2 separate regions of the Zea mays genome follow, and region 2 is linked to region 1. A link is a contact called in public Hi-C data. All regions are on one chromosome and are shown on one strand. The core of a region is the stretch at or near the end of the contact, and the rest is flanking DNA. Distances in the headings are between cores, read along the strand shown.

Evidence for each region. Hi-C and Micro-C count contacts between places; a contact is called where the count stands out from the background.
Region 2: a contact with region 1 is called in a Hi-C map of bundle sheath, with 2.8 times the contacts expected there. The contact joins the promoter of LOC542583 here to the promoter of LOC109946031 in region 1. A contact is called at or near these places in 2 of 25 Hi-C or Micro-C datasets (bundle sheath and ear).

What each region holds. Positions count from the first base shown.
Region 1 is chr4:87,110,583-87,114,861 of Zm-B73-REFERENCE-NAM-5.0, reverse strand. It overlaps LOC109946031 (cinnamoyl-CoA reductase 1), which reads right to left and starts at 2,327. Exons shown (of 5, transcript XM_020552572.1): 1 at 2,014-2,327; 2 at 1,718-1,872; 3 at 1,379-1,567; 4 at 813-1,168. The coding sequence starts at 2,209. LOC109945764 (probable LRR receptor-like serine/threonine-protein kinase At3g47570) reads right to left here. Exons shown (of 2, transcript XM_020552114.1): 2 at 2,552-2,598. The coding sequence ends at 2,552.
Region 2 is chr4:87,422,017-87,426,295 of Zm-B73-REFERENCE-NAM-5.0, reverse strand. It overlaps LOC542583 (glyceraldehyde-3-phosphate deHaseN1), which reads left to right and starts at 2,485. Exons shown (of 9, transcript NM_001112119.2): 1 at 2,485-3,003; 2 at 3,496-3,689; 3 at 3,783-3,911. The coding sequence starts at 2,853. LOC103653482 (a long non-coding RNA gene) reads right to left here and starts at 3,843. Exons shown (of 2, transcript XR_565513.3): 1 at 3,463-3,843.

The DNA of each region.
Region 1 (4,279 bases), core at 1,078-3,577:
AAGCAAGGCTGGGCGGATATTATTAGCTAGGTCATGAAGATATATATAATATACCTACAAGATATCTGCTCTTGATTACTTGTGTAGTTGTGTGTCAGTGTGTATGTGTGTATTAGACCTAGTGTTATTGTTAGCTAGCTGACCTGAGATAGGCTTGGGATGGACATGCCAACCGCTAAATGCCATCAACAAAAAAAATGTGGCGGTATAATTTATGCGCATTCATTAGTATATACGTGCGGAATTAGACGCGTGTGCCATTAACAAAAATGTGGTCGGCCGGTACAAGCACAGAGAGGCCGATCGAGGAACGGACGGATGGTCGGATGGACATTAGTATTAGCTAGCTAGGTCATGAAGACACACATATATATAAGAGCATTATTTCAACCATGCATGTGCCATAAAATAGTGTCCCGCAAATCAAAATACTACTCGCTATATTTTAAAGTGTTTAGGATACTACTAAATATAAATTCAATTCCAACTGTGTTAAACTATAAATAAGCATGTCTATGGAAATAAACTATATTATTTAAAAAAGGTTGATGATCATGTAGAAAATAAGAATATGACATTAATCCGGTATGTATGTATATTTGGGTCACTTTCTATTATAATGCCTATATTGTTTGATAAGAATATATGTGTAAAATAGATTATTGCTGGAGCTGTTTTAATTTAGGGGTCAAGAGTCTACAATAGAACACACGTTTAAGATAATATCGGAGACGCGTATGTATGTTTTTTGTATAAGTTGAATCCTATTTTATTTTGAGGTACCGTTCGAGATGCCCTGTAGCTAGCTATACCTTGTGGGTACGGGGTACTCGGGGAAGAGCTTGGCGAGGATGCGGACGACGTCCTCGCGGTGGAGGACGGACTCGGCGCAGAGGTAGCGGCCGCCGGACGCGCGGGGGCTCTCGAAGACGCGGAGGTGCGCGTCGGCCACGTCGCGCACGTCCACGTACGCCTGCACAGCGTTGGCGAAGGTGCGGGCGGAGCCGTCCAGGTACTTGAGCACGTGCCCGATGCTGGCGTTCACCGCCGGCTGCAGCAGCGGGCCCACCACCAGCACCGGGTTCACCACCGCCAGCTCCAGCCCGCGCTGCCGGCACAAGTCCCGCGCCGCCTGCTCCGCCACCGCCTTGCCGTAGCAGTACCAGTTCTGCATGCGTATATATTAGCATCATATCCTCTCTCGTCGTGCGTGCGTGGCCGGATGAGAGATGTGGGCAGGTGAAACTGTGTCCAGTGAAGAAGAATAACAACAATAATACTAATACTAATGGTGTGTCGTCGTCGCCACGGTGACGCAACGCAGTTGTTGCGTAGTAGTACGTGAGAAGACGAAAGCTACTAGGGCCGGCCCACTCACCCTCGTTCTCTTGCAGAACTCGAGGTCGCTCCAGCACGACTCGTCGACAACGACGTCGGGCCCGCGGCCGGGGTCCATGGTGACCGCGCCGATGGAGGACGTGAACACCACCCGCCGCACCGTGCCGGCCTCCGCCGCCGCGTTGACCACGTACTGTGTGCCGCGCACCGCCGGCTCCACCATTTGCTCCTGCATGCATGCATGCATGCATGACGCATCGTCGGTTAGTGGTTAGTCGATCCGATGATGTGTGCGTGCGTGCGTGCGTAGGTCACACGGTGGCACAGCTAGCGACAAAAAGGGGCCGGGGGTCATCGGAGCAGCCATGCACTAGCTCACCGGGTCGTCGGTGACGGGGGAGGCGGTGTGGAAGACGCCCTGGCAGCCGTGCACGGCTCGGCGGATGGCGTCGTAGTCCAGCAGGTCGGCCTTGCAGAGGACCAGCCGCTCGGCGGCGCCGTCCAGCGCCTTGAGGTGCGCGCTCTTCGGGTCATCTGCCAGTGCCACCATGTGCATGCATATGGCGACCAATGACACAAACGTTGTTAATCCCTGCCACGCTCAGCTCGCGTCGTCGTCGTCGTATATGTATGTATAAATGCATATATATACACCAGATTAAAAGGCCTACGTGCCTGGGTTCCTGACGGTGCCCTTGACAGTGTACCCCTTCTCGAGCAGCAGCTTGACCAGCCACGAGGCGATGTAGCCGGCCGCGCCGGTGACGCACACGGTCTGCCCGTTCCCCGGCCGCACCGCCGGTGCCGCGGCCGCAGCAGCAGGGGCGCCGGCCGCATCGGTGGGGACGACGGCGTCGACGACGACGGTCATCCTGTGGCGTGTGTGCCGACGACGACGATGATAAGAAGACTAGTTGTGCTCTTCTAGCTCGCTCTCGCCCGTCCTTCTCTTGTTATGACCCTCCTTTAGCTGGCTGGCTAGTTTCGTCACGAAAGCTAGCTAGCTAGCCAGTATATATATTACCTGGCGGTGTCGTCGTGAACGAACGAAGCTATAGGAGAAATGCCGATGCTGATGCCGATGCGCGTGTGAGTGACGGGTAGCAAGCAGGCCAGGACGACGACTGAGAGACAGCGACACATACGATCGTGACCGCGGGTTAGGTGAGGCAACTCGGCCCCCAGCCGTCTTCCACGACGTACGTACATTACATCACGCAAACGTAATGTACGCGTACGTTGGGAGGTTGGGTGCTGCTGCTGCCAGTACAGGTACAGTACGCGTGTGTAAACTGAGAACCGGGAGAGACTCTCGCCGCGCAACGTGCGTCGTCGTGGGGCTGACGTACGTACTACACCAGTACACCTGTATGTGAGGGTTCTCGTTTACCCGTTACACTGTGCCGACCGGCTGCGGGTCATGATCAGTCGTCTACTCCAGAGCCCGGCGGCTTCGCATGCAGGTCGTCCTTAATTACTTAGAGCAAGTTTAATAATAGAGTATATTGTTAGCAGGGTCGGGCCAGAGAAATTTGAGGCCCTGTGCCAAATCTAGGAAAAACATTTAATGCAGCAGACTGCAAATTAGAATGTTCGTAGCACCTCACAAAAAATAAGGATTGATCCCACCTGCAGGTTCTTCGGATAACGTTTTAGTTGTGTTATTGCTGCTGCGGGTGGGGTCAATCGTTGTCGGGGACCATAATTAGGGGTACCCTCAAGACGCCCAATTCTCAGCTGGTAACCCCCATCAGCATAAAGCTGCAGAGGCCTGATGGGTGCGATTAAGTCAGGGATCAGTCCATACGAGTGACTCGATCACGCTTCGCCCGAGCCTAGCCTCGGCCAAGGGCAGCCGACCTCGAGGGACTTCCGTCTCGCCCGAGGCCCCCCTTTTAACGGCGGACGCATCTCCGGCTCGCCCGAGGCCTTGGCTTCGCTAAGAAGCAACCCTGACTAAATCGCCGCACCGACTGACCGAGTTGCAGGAGCATTTAACGCAAAGGTGGCCTGACACCTTTATCCTGACGCGCGCCCCCCGGCAGTGCCGAAGTGACCGCCGTCACTCCGCCGCACCACTGACCGGTCTGACAGAAGGACAGCGCCGCCTGCGCCACTCCGACTGCAGTGCCACTCGACAGAGTGAGTCTGACAGGCAGTCAGGCCTTGCCAAAGGCGCCATAGGAAGCTCCGCTCCGCCCGACCCAGGGCTCGGACTCGGGCTAAGACCCGGAAGACAGCGAACTTCGCTCCGCCCGACCCCAGGGCTCGGACTCGGGCTAAGGCCCGGAAGACGGCGAACTCCGCTCCGCCCGACCCCAGGGCTCGGACTCGGGCTAAGACCCGGAAGACGGCGAACTCCGCTCCGCCCGACCCCAGGGCTCGGACTCGGGCTAAGACCCGGAAGACGACGAACTCCGCTCCGCCCGACCCCAGAGCTCGGACTCGGGCTGAGACCCGGAAGACGACGAACTCCGCTTCGCCCGACCCCAGGGCTCGGACTCCGCCCTGGCCTCTGCCGAACGACCTCCGCCTCGCCCGACCCAGGGGCTCGGGCTCGGCCTCGGCCACGGAAGACAGATTCGACCTCGGCTTCGGAGGAGCCCCCACGTCGCCCGACCTAGGGCACAGGCCCGCCACGTCAACGGGAAGCGCCATCATCATCCTACCCCGAGCCGACTCGGGTCACGAAGAACAAGACCGATGTCCCCTCTGGCTAGCTCCGCCAGATGGGCAATGATGGCGCCCCACAAGCTCTGTGACGACGGCGGCTCTCAGCTCTCTTACGGAAGCAGGGGGACGTCAGCAAGGACTCGACCGCTCCGACAGCTGTCCCTCCGCCAGGCTCCGTTGCTCCTCCGACAGCCACGACATCACGCCAGCAGGGTGCCAAGATCTCTCCGGCTGCCACATTGGCATGTACTTAGGGCGCTAGCTCTCC
Region 2 (4,279 bases), core at 1,236-3,735, 310 kb before region 1:
ATGGCCGATTGAAGCCCCCACAATCAATCAAATCAAGTCTACTTATCGTTTTTACCTTATGCATTAGGAGTAGTTCTAGTTTAGCCATAGTTTAGTCTCCCTCTACCTTAAATCTTCACCTCTCTTCGACTCTACGTCGACTAGAGGCGTCTTGGGTGGTCTGCCGACGCCAAGACACACCCTAGAATCTGAAAGGTAAATTGGGTTAACCATTTCCTATAATTAATTTTGGTGGTTGACGACCAACGCAAACATGTGGACTAACTAGTTTGTCTAGAATTCATGTATTACGGGTGCATAAGGTTCAACACAAACTAAGAAAGAAATCAGTTAGGGACACAATTTTATTGGAGCAAAAGGGACTTGAGTGTACTGAAAAATGGCGTACCGGACTGTTCGGTGTGCCACCGGACAGTGTTCGGTGCACCAAGGCCGTACAGATGTCAACCAGCCACTCTCGGAAATTTGGAGACGCGCTCCGCTATAATTCACCAGACTGTCCGGTGAGCTAGCGGAGCAACGACTCCCTGCGCCAACGGTCGACTCTGCAAAGTGCTACAGTGATGAACAGTGCCATGACAGAGTCAGAAGCGCAGAAGTCAGAGCGCACCGGACTGTCCGGTGTGGCACCGGACTAACCGGTGCAGCTAGAAGACAAACGTCCCCAACGATCAACTTCTCAGAACCCTAACGGTTGCGCTGATGTGGCGCACACCGGACAGTGCACAGTGCTGTCCGATGGCGCACCGAACTGTCCGGTGCGCCCATCGCCAGTAGCCTTGGCCAACAGCTACAAGGTGGTTGGGGGCTATAAATACCCCCCAACCACCACAATCTTTGGCATCCAAGTTTTTCTGAAGATCACATGCAATACAAGAGCTAGAGCATTCACTCCAAGACATATTTCCAAAGATTAAACCCTCTCCAAGTCTCGAATTCATCTCAACCACTTAGTGACTTGAGAGAGAGTGTGTTCGTGTTCATTTGCGCTCTTGTTGCTTGGATTGCCTTTCTTCCTTCCTCACTTCTTTTCTAAGTGCTTGTAAGCAAAGCAAGAGAGACCTAAGAGTGTGGTGGTACTTGCGGGGTCTTAGTGACCCGTGTGATTAAGGGAAAGACTCACTCGATCTAGGTGACTGTTTGAGAGAGGGAAATGGTTGAAATAGACCCGGTCTTTGTGACCTCCTCAACAGGGACTAGGTTCTTTGGAACCGAACCTCGGTAAAACAAATCATCGTGTTCACTCGTCTTGATTCTTATTTGATTTGTTTTCCCCTCTTTAGCGTTTCCTTGCTAGTGTGAATTTGAGTTGGCTCCCATACGTTATCCGCAATCCGTGAGCAACTCCTAGCAAGAGAGATATTCTTTTGGACTTGAATTTAATTCTAACGCTAACCTCGGCTTGTAGTGTGTGTTTAAAGTTATAAATTTCAGGTTTCGCCTATTCACCCCTCTAGGCGACTTTTAGAATCTCTCCACCCCGACGGGGTTCCTCCCGGAAGGCAAGATCTAGGTCTGCTGTAAAGAAGACCCTTTGCGCCATCGCGGAACGTCCGAGCCACAGGCGCGGACCGTCCAGACGTACGCAGAGGAGGAGTCGCTCCCGCGCTAGGTTACGGACCGTCCGGCCCTGTGCTGCGGACCGTCCGCGCCTCCGCATAGAGCACCGCTAGGCGGTCAGTTCCAGTGTCTGGCGCCCGTATCGGCACCAACACCTAACACGTCAGGAAGCCACATGGAGCGTAACGCTCCCATATAGTACCACCTTACTAGCTGAAGGAGTAAGAGCGACCCTGTGTGCAATAAGAAAATGGATCGGCCTCCTTTTCAACTCGTACTTTTATCGTACTTTTGGCTAAGATAAGGTGTTTTTGTCGGTTTAATATCTGATATGTGGATATTACACTTTAATATTAAATTTATTTTTATGAATATTAAATATGATTATACGCCGTCGCAACGAGTATTGTACTAGTTATAATTATCTATTGTCATAGTAAAACTGGTATAGATCTTTATTAAATCTTAAATATGTCACTGGTTATGTCTAAAACGACGTTTACGGTTAGCTTCTCGTTTCTCCTCTTCTTACTTCCGTCTCAGTATTTAACATGTTTACAGCTCTATTATTATATTTTCTCCAATCATCTCCGAAAACACTGGAGCAAGTAGATGTCGCTGTACACACTCGAATAAAAAAAAATGGGACAGCTTTGCCGGCAGGCGGTACCGTTGGCGTGATAGTCTGACGCTGCAAAGCCGCCGAGGAGAGCCCTACTCGCCCAAGTGTGCCGCGTCACCTCTAGCGCTGCTGGGAACGCCAGCCACACAGTGCCCGTGGTCCGCGGCAGCCTACTCCGGTCCGGTACTTGTCACCCAACTCCCGCAGTCCCACCCACACCGATCGCGGGGCCGATCGAGTCTGGTCCGCGGCAGCCTACTCCGGTCCGGTACTTGTCACCCAACTCCCGCAGTCCCACCCACACCGATCGCGGGGCCGATCGAGTCTGCTGAAGCCTCGCCTCGCCTCGCAGAAGAAGCAGCGTGAGTAAAAAACCCGCAGGGTGCAGACGAAAACCTCGTCCGTTTCCGTCGTCTTCCTCCTCCCTCCGTCTCCCTTCACCCGGCCTCGGTGGGTCCGCTCCCCAGCCACGCGCCGCTCTCTTATTTAACCCCGGCCCCGGCCTCCGCTCCGCCACTCGCGCACCCATCACACCCCCTAACCACTCCACCTCCCTCAGCAGCCCTCACGGCCACTACCCACTGCGGCTGTACCACCTGTACGGCTGCACTGTCCGTCGATCGGCTTTGCACCACACGTCCGCGCGCTCGCTCCGTCGGTGTCGGTAGCCATGGCGCTGGCGGGGACGGGGGTGTTCGCGGAGATCCTGGACAGCGAGGTGTACAGGTACTACGCCGACGGGGAGTGGCGCAGCTCCGCCTCCGGCAAGTCCGTCGCCATCGTCAACCCCACCACCCGCAAGACGCAGTACAGGGTGCAAGGTGCGGGCTCTCGCCTCTGCCTCTGTTCTCCCTTCCTTAGCGTGCGCCCCTATGGGCACCAAGGGCCTCGGGAGCGACTGCTAGTGCTGTCCCCTTGTCCGGGGGAAAAATACGCTTATTACTTTGTTTGAGTACTCGATCACAATCCACGTGTGTTAAAGGTGGATTGTGGTGTAATTGTGGTGTTAAGGTAAAAACTTAGAAGTGCCACCAATTAATGCCTACCTGCGCTATCACTTTCCTTAATTATGCTGACCGTCCCTGACAATGCCTCTTGACTAGCGCCCCCAAATAGTCTCGCTTTTGATGCTTATAATTTCACTAGCCCAAATTTAACCACTCTCCAAGAATATTTCTCCAACTAACCATCTCTCGAAGTCGAAGTGATCGAAGTCCGTAGGCCTTTTGCTAGTGATAGATTCAGTGCTTGCAGTGGACTGCAAAAGGGGAACGACTTACTTTTCTGACGGTCCGGATCCCCTGTGTGTCCAGCATGCACGCAGGAGGAGGTGAACAAGGCGATGGACGCGGCCAAGGTCGCGCAGAAGGCATGGGCCCGGACGCCGCTGTGGAAGCGTGCGGAGCTCCTCCACAAGGCGGCCGCGATCCTCAAGGAGCACAAGGCCCCCATCGCCGAGTGCCTTGTCAAGGAGATAGCCAAGCCGGCCAAGGATGCCGTTTCTGAGGTCACTAGCAGCTGAAGTCATTCCTGTTAGAGTGTTTTGCTTTGGTTCTTCAGTTGGGCTTAACGGACAAAATGTCTTGTTGCGTTTTCATAGGTTGTCCGGTCTGGGGATTTGGTGTCGTACACAGCTGAGGAGGGTGTGCGGATACTCGGGGAGGGCAAGCTGCTTGTTTCGGATAGCTTCCCTGGTAATGAACGAAACAAGTACTGTCTGAGCTCCAAGGTATATCTACGTTGCAGTACTCGTGTTTGCTGTATATGCTCCACTGATTTTTCACTGCAACATTGTTTGTGTATCGTAACTTATCCAGAAATGCTGATAGAAATAAGCTAGTTGAACGTCTACGACATTAATTGATGGACCACTCCATCCTGACTAATGGAGGATGAAATGATAGAAGTTGGAGGATGGGCAATTAAGTTTAAAATTCATCTATAAGGATAGGCCATAAAATAGGCAGCTCCTTATCTCTCAGTTTTTTTTTTTTGACATGCAGAGGAGTATGGACCATTTATGCTGTTGGCATGTCTTGCTGTTTCCTTTTGCTTTGTTTTGCCTTTTCTTTTCTGATGTCATTGCCATGCTGTGAC